Linked DNA regions of Hordeum vulgare: region 2 is linked to region 1. Evidence: chromatin contacts called from public Hi-C data. All regions are on one chromosome and are shown on one strand. The core of a region is the stretch at or near the end of the contact, and the rest is flanking DNA. Distances in the headings are between cores, read along the strand shown. Region 1 holds the start of LOC123413622 (14-3-3-like protein GF14-A). Region 2 holds the start of LOC123407807 (alpha/beta hydrolase domain-containing protein 17B-like).

Region 1 (3,940 bases), core at 619-3,118:
ACTGGCACTGGGTGTACTGAGTTAGTTGCGCTCGGCGTAGGATTAGGATGCCGCCATCGCAACACAAACGAGTTGCTTGTTGCAAACACGAAAGACGTTGCAACCGCACATTGCAACGCTAGTGGGTCGCCCCATTGCAACACATACGATGTTCGGGTCGATCATTCCAAACCCCGATGACGTTAGCAGTCACCTCACTGCAAGACGAATGATGTTATGGTCAGCCATTAGCGGGTGACATTAGTTGTCTCCCGATTGCAACAAAAATGATGTTGCAATTGCCCTCCGCAAATGAACGACATAAGTGGTCTCGCGATTGCAACACATACGATGTTGCGGTTAGCCATTCCAAACACGAGTGATGTTAGCGGTCGCCCATTGCAAGCGAATGACATTAGCGGTTGTTCTATTGCAACACCGAATTGATGTTGCGGTAGCCTATTGTAAATTGTAAACACAGGCGACGTTGTGGTCGCTCTAACATTAGTGATAGCTCCATTGCAACACAGACGATGTCGTGATCGCGCCATTGCAACACTACCGATGCAACGTCAATAAAACCTTGCAGCGGTATGGGTTCCCACTTACAAAGGTGGTGGCGCATGACACTTGCAACGCACCATCCCGGCTCGTGGTAGTGCCAATTAGCCTTTGCAACACACCCTCTCGACTACGCCAACTATAATATGTAGTGGTGCAGATCTTGCAACGTTTGACGGATGGGCTTGTAGTGTCATGTGTCTCACTTGCAGCACCGACGACCGACCTCACAACATCGTGCATCTAGCTTACATAAGTGACATGCGGTCAATAATATAAAACGAGTTTGCATTAATGATGCTTGAGTGAGCTGCAATAACAAAATGTAGCCACGTATCTCCATGAAAAGTGTGTGCTGGCTATCAAAGAAAGCATTAGGCTGGTTGTAATGGGTAGTATCATATACTAGTATCATGCATATGATACCACAATCGTTATGCATAGTACTATCATATGTTAGTACTCCATCCGTCACGGTTTAGAAGGCATGCTTGGAAAATCTCTAGGACCAAGGTAGTCACCGATTGGTTGTGAGATGTAGCAGGTGTAGATGCTAATGCGCCTAATCAACTGAGAAAATACTAATACTAATGTGTGAGCAACGAATTGGGAGGGCACATGCATGAATAATACTAGTACTAGTTAATAGGAGTAATTGCTTTCGTGCTTTAAACCTGGTCTATTTTGGAAACGCACGCATGTGCCTTCTAAACCGTGACGGAGGGAGTATCATAGGATGGTTCATTTATTGTCATGCAAGACACATAGTAGTACATCATTTAGTATGATACGGTATCATGATATGATACTCAAACCTCTATTTCTTCATTTAATTTTATGACACCTTATCAAAATTGTCTAGTTGGCATACATAATACTACCTATGATACTAACATTACGGGGCAGCCTTAGCTTGCTAGTGCCAAATCCTTTGATTTCGTGCTTCTTCGTGTTGTTATTTAACTATGTAATAAAAGCATTGCGTGTGTGAAGTAAAAGTAAAAAACAACTGAAAATAAACAGTCACGTAAAGCACCGTGTTGAGACAGCTTCACGATTTCAGGTTGCCATGCACAACATCTGAGACTCTGGATGGGCGTGGTTCAGGAATCGGATCGGGTCGAAGAGTGATGAAATCAAAAAATCACCCGCGGACTATTTTAAAGTTTTTCTCAAAAACCGCATGGCGCTCCTCTTCACCCACCCACTCCGCTTAGAAACCGCAACAGCCACACACGAGCGTTTTTGGGGACGGTGGGGTCGATTGTAGACGCCCCCCCCCCCCCCCCCCATCCCCCCCGTGTTTTAAAACCGCAGCTGCTCCTCCTCCCCACCTTCCCCTCCTGCATCCACCCACTCCCCACTCCGCCAAGAAACAGCAACAGCCACACGCCCACGCGCACACACCAGATCGTCGACAGCGATGGCAGCGGCAGCGGGAACGAGGGAGGAGATGGTCTACATGGCGAAGCTGGCGGAGCAGGCCGAGCGGTACGAGGAGATGGTCGAGTTCATGGAGAGGGTCGTGGCAGCGACGGGGACCGGCGAGCTCAGCGTCGAGGAGAGGAACCTGCTTTCAGTAGCGTACAAGAACGTCATCGGGGCGCGTCGTGCTTCCTGGCGCATCGTGTCCTCCATCGAGCAGAAGGAGGAAGGGCGCGGAGCTGCGGGGCACGCCGCCGCGGCGCGCGGGTACCGCGCACGTGTCGAGGCCGAACTCTCCAACATCTGCGCGGGGATCCTCCGTCTCCTCGACGAACGCCTAGTCCCCGCCGCCGCCGCCGTCGATGCCAAGGTATTCTACCTGAAGATGAAGGGAGACTACCACCGCTACCTCGCGGAGTTCAAGTCGGCCGCCGAGCGCAAGGATGCCGCCGACTCCACCCTCGGTGCCTACCAGGCCGCTCAGGTATCCCCTATCTTTTAACTAGCTTTTCTCCCTTCCTCTGATGAGCGGTTTGACTTTTTTTTTTTTTGGATCTTGGGTGGTTCCTTGCTCTAGGACATAGCCATGAAGGAGCTGCCACCGACTCACCCCATCAGGCTGGGCCTCGCGCTCAACTTCTCTGTGTTCTACTACGAGATCCTCAACTCGCCTGATCGCGCGTGCTCGCTCGCCAAGCAGGTACTTCGCTGTTACTCTCTCACCTTCCGAGCAAGTTTACTAGTTCATGAACTTTGGGCAGTTCTATAACTTGGCACAGATCAGAGTCGCGGAAGATGCTAGAGCACCATTTGTTTCTCCTTTTCTCCAATGCACTGCATATACAATGTTTTTCATTTCATATGAAGTAGATTCTTGTGCAGCTTAGGGAGTGGACATATTCTAATTGTTTGCATCCGCATATATATGATTAATTTTCATGTGAAATAGTTGTAGATTCTTACGCTGCTTAGGTAGTAGAATGTTCTTCAGTTACAATCACTTTCGGCAATATTGAGCTGCTTTGCATATTTGGTCATTTTTTTTGCGGGGATATACTTGTATTCATCAAACAGTAGGGTTACAATCAGATTCACAAACTTTTTATGCCTCATCAGGTCTTGAACCAACCAAACAGCCGTGCGGCTCTGAACCCTACCATAACTTGCCATAGAATGGGTTATAACGGGAGAGAAAATAACACACGCTCTTAAGCCAATAACCATGACTCAAGACCCAAATAGGTCCACGTCCTTTATTTTCACATGGCATCACATTTGTGTTGCTGACCGTGGCCTCAGTGTTCACACAATGAAAACGTATTTGAAAGTGGTCAGTCCTAAGGCGTCTCTCTCTCACGCACACTTGCTCGGAATAAGATGAGAAATATGTTATTTTCCCGTGAGGTTTTTCAGAGGCGTGCATGCGTGGTTATCGATGTTTTCTTTCCTCTCAATCTATTTTTAATGGGTGTTTTGTTTGATATTCGGATCACCGTCGGTACGAAAGAAAAAGGACTATGCACTATAGGTTAAGTTTGCACCAAAACTAATATTTTAGAAATATTTAACACCTAAAAATAACATCATATTTAGATTTTACATATATTTTTTAATCAAATTTCATATATAACATGTTAAAATCAAAGTTACGGTTTAAAAGATATGGATAATTTTGTTTTAGATAAATTGCGAATTGATTAACTGAAAAGTCAGATGGGTTTTTGTTAAAATGGAGAAAATGACTCGGCTGACTTAAATATGGACGGCGCGTTGATTACCTAAAACGTCAGGTGATTTTTTGAGAAAATAAAAAAAAGGTTTGGTTGTGACTTATACGTGTATTGTGGGTTAATTTATAGAAAACAGATGGGTTCTTTTGTAAAGTGGCAATTTATGGAAAACAGATTTCTTTTTTGTAAAGTGGCATGACGGTGAGCGGGCAGAAGCACTCCGTGCTTTATTATTAGGTATAGAC
Region 2 (3,940 bases), core at 674-3,173, 920 kb before region 1:
GGGTGCCTAGGCACCCGGGAGCTATCACACCTTTCTCTTTGTAAAACCCTTATGTATGAATAGCATTACTCTATTGACAATACGCTTATACTAGCAGCACTAATAAATACTATAAAATTAGTCTTTACGGTCTGTTATGGCCCCATGAACAAAATATGTCTTTTCAGATACAGAGTTTTATTCCTACATAATAATGGTATAATACATCCCTCCTTCATAAAACTAAATAAATTAAGATTAACACAAACCCAATATTATAACTCCATCGAGTTTGTGTATAATCAAAACCCATCTTGAGTTTCTAATGTCTAAGGATTAAATATCTTGACTTAGCTTGCAATCTAGTGACACGAACCCGATATTATAGCTCCATCAATTTTGTGTGATTATTAACTTGTAGATTATAGTAATGGCATGCCTTCATACCCTGTATTGTGAGAGTATCCAATGCACCAGGGCCTGTGGTGCTCCAGGTGTACCCAGTCTCAGTGCACTCATCTAGAAGTCGTAAAACATTCTGAGGAAAAAGAAGCAGCATGTGGGCACAATATACACCAACCATGCTATGGAGTTTCAATTTAAACTTAAAACACGACTCTCTTAGTGAATAGTTGCTACCCTAAATTGGGGTGTGAATTGGCCCATTATCTCAATTGACAATGTATTTGTCATCTTTGTTTCACAAGTTATGTTTCAAATTTGGATTTGGTAGACGTTGCCACCGTGTCTATGCACTCTATTTTTTTTTTTGAGCTCTTTGAAGTTCTAAACATGGTTGCACCATGACCTACATATATTAAATTACATTTCTATCGCAGAATTCATTTTATTTACAGAAACCTAGTTACTTGTTTGCAACGGGACTATAAGGGCCATGATCAAGAAGGCTTGACAAATACATCAAGACCCTTTGCCCTGAAGCTTCTTAACACTTCCTTTTTACCTCATTCAGTTTATCTTCTCCAAAAGATGCATAGTATAACTCTGTTCTTGTGTTGGATTGAGACGTGGTAGGAGTGTCAGTTGGTTCAATACGCGCAGCAAACTCAGTTTAAGCCTATTAGTCTTTACCATGAGCAGCCTGAGCCTGATGACAAATTAAAACAACATGGGTCATCTACAAAACGTGCGCTAATACTAGGGTGAGAACTGAGAACGTATTCAGAGCACCAGAGCTTTATGGCCCTTACAGCCACTAGCCAGATGACGACTATTTCATCAACCAAATATAATACGGAGTACTTTCTATAAAAAACAAAAATCAGAAACAACCAACTAACTTTTTCTTAATATAAATTCCAAAGGGGCTACTTTTAGCAAGCACGACCAGTCATGCATCAACTCAGAATCTAACCATTTGCTCATAAGATGACCCAATCACTGAAGCTGCATTCTTGCTCCCTCAACTAAATGCAAATCAAGATGAGATAAATGGGCCAAGTAAACACACGAACACTTACCCCATGATATTGACGTGGAGGCGAGCGCTGAACTCTATGAAGAGCTCATACATCTTGCCGAGGTCGGCAGCATTGCCGTGCGAGTACAGTACCGTGAGACTCGCCTTGGGACACCCTACATACATGGCGATAATTTCCGTGCCCCGCCGCGTCCGGAGGCGACGTGCCTCCACCCCCTCCCTCCACGGAACCCCCGTCATCAACACCCTCCTAGAAAGCGCAGCAGCATCACTCCCCGCCGGAGCCACGCCCGGCGGAGGCGGCTCCTCGTCCACCACGCCGTAAGACGGTGGGTCTGGCGGGAAGAAGGCGAACTTAGCGGCCACCGAGGACGTCACACCACCCATATTCGCTGACCTCAGACCTGCGGCGGCAGCGGCATTAGGGTTGAACTCTCCGGTCTGGGGAGGAGGAGGCGCCAGGGAAGGCGTGTGGCCGTGGAAGTCGACTTGTTTCAGGGGCTTTAAAGGAAAAAGATCGGTGCGCGGGCTTCGCTGCCTAGGGGCTATATGGAAGTACTGAATTTACTCAGGGACTCTGTTGTAACTCCTGGAAAGTACAGGGGGTTTACGGAGGGGAGGGGCTCCCTCTTATCAATATACGGAGTATTTGATACGTAGAATCTACCAACATTCCAAAAAAAAAAAAACAGAACCGCTAGCGGAGAATTAGGAGGAGAAATTGCCGGGAGAATTAAAGCAAGGGCGACGCTAGGCAGCCGGCCAGCCCAAATTTCGGTCACGCGTCGCGCGAGAGTGCGATTCAGCCATTTTTTATGCTGGATTTGGTATCTACAACCTATAAGAGCAACTCTAGCAAACCTCGCAAAATTTAAACCCGTAAAACGCATTTACGATTTCACTTAAATCTCGTTTACGGGTCAAAAATGAGCGCGGACAATAAAAACCGTAAACAAAACTGCATAATTTAAAAATATAGTTTCACGAAAATTTCATAGTACATGCTACATAGGTTACATACTACATAGATTACATAAAATGAGCTCAGTCCTCCTCGTCGGAGCTGCCGAGGTCGATGCACATCGCCTTCTCCTCTTCGCGGATGCGTCGCCACTCGTCGTCCTTCTCCTTGGCAGTGATGTTGGCCTCGACCGCCTGCCGCCACTGGAGGTCTTCGATCTCCTCATCGTGGCGCCGACGCTCCGCCTCCTCGTGCAAACTGCGTTCGGCAATGGTTGCCGCAACGGCTTTCACGTCGACGACGAAGTCCTTCGGCCCGACGACTCCGCGGCGGTTGAGCTCCTCGGGCTCCTCCTTGACGGCGACGACGTCCTCTGGCTCCTCCGACCACTGCCTCTTCACAGCGAGAAGGGGCGAGCCCGAGGAGGAGCCCGTGGCGACCTGCCGACGGTCGTACTCCTCCGTCTCCCGGACGCGGAAGCTCGCCGGCGACGAAATGTTGCGGTTGGTCCACCTCCGGGCCCCGCGCTTCCTCGCGGCGTCCGACCGGACGCGCCGCTCGCGCTCCGGGTCGCTTCCGCCGCCGGAGCCGCGTCCAGAACTCCACATTGCGGCTGAAGGCGAGGGAGGTGGTCGCCGACGACGAGAAATGTGGGGAAGGGGTGGGGAATCGCGGGGGCTCGGCGACGGCGGGGGATAGGGTTTCGACCCACAAACGCACCGCGAAACCGTAGATATAGTGATCGGGGCGTGCGTTTTGCAGGCCGCGGTAAAAAAATTTACGGGCGGGGCGAGTATGCGGGATCTGTTCTGGACGAAAAAATGAGCCTAACCCGCATAGTCGCCGGACTTTTGCGGGGTCTGCTAGAGTTGCTCTAAAAAGGAAACCCCTAAAAAGAACGATGACATATCCAACTATAAATATAGGAAAAATCTAATTGATAGTGTGCGCACGGTTGCGTGCTGCGTTGCCGTGCGGCGGGCAGACTGACCCATCTAATCTAAGCATATCGCGTGTTAGATTAGGAAGGAAAAAAGAGATTTGCATGCTACAGACAACGTGCGATTTCCTTTGATGTTTGAAATTCAAAAAAAAATTGTCTACAAAATCGTTAATTCAATCGATGATCCGCTTTTACTATTGGCTTTCTCGCGACGAGTTCTTCGAAACTAGATCCCATGTCGATATGTTTCGTCAACTATTTTTTTTTCGTTCGTACTTGCCACATTTTTTGACCCACTTGCCATATTATTAACCACTTACTTGCCTCAAAAAAATAACTTGATTGTCACTTTTTAATGTTTGTTTCATACAAAAGCCTTGTAACAGATTTTATTATACATGATATAAAAGCATGTCATTGACTGTGTTTGCCAATTTAAAATATATCAACTTGTCATATTTACATACAACTTTGTCAGAAAACTATTTTTGTATGCTTATTAATTTAACTATGCCGAGTTCTCATATTTACAAACGATGACCAAAAAGTATTTTTTATGGTTATTGGTTTTAAATATGTTGAGTTGTCATATTTTTACGCGTAATCGTCTAAAAAA

Evidence for each region. Hi-C and Micro-C count contacts between places; a contact is called where the count stands out from the background.
Region 2: a Hi-C map of leaf shows a contact between it and region 1, with 5 times the contacts expected there. The contact joins the promoter of LOC123407807 here to the promoter of LOC123413622 in region 1. A contact is called at or near these places in 2 of 6 Hi-C or Micro-C datasets (both in leaf).

Annotation. Positions count from the first base shown.
Region 1 is chr7H:280,577,796-280,581,735 of MorexV3_pseudomolecules_assembly, reverse strand. LOC123413622 (14-3-3-like protein GF14-A) reads left to right here and starts at 1,868. Exons shown (of 4, transcript XM_045106559.1): 1 at 1,868-2,449; 2 at 2,543-2,665. The coding sequence starts at 1,964.
Region 2 is chr7H:281,502,575-281,506,514 of MorexV3_pseudomolecules_assembly, reverse strand. LOC123407807 (alpha/beta hydrolase domain-containing protein 17B-like) reads right to left here and starts at 1,923. Exons shown (of 7, transcript XM_045101033.1): 1 at 1,461-1,923. The coding sequence starts at 1,807.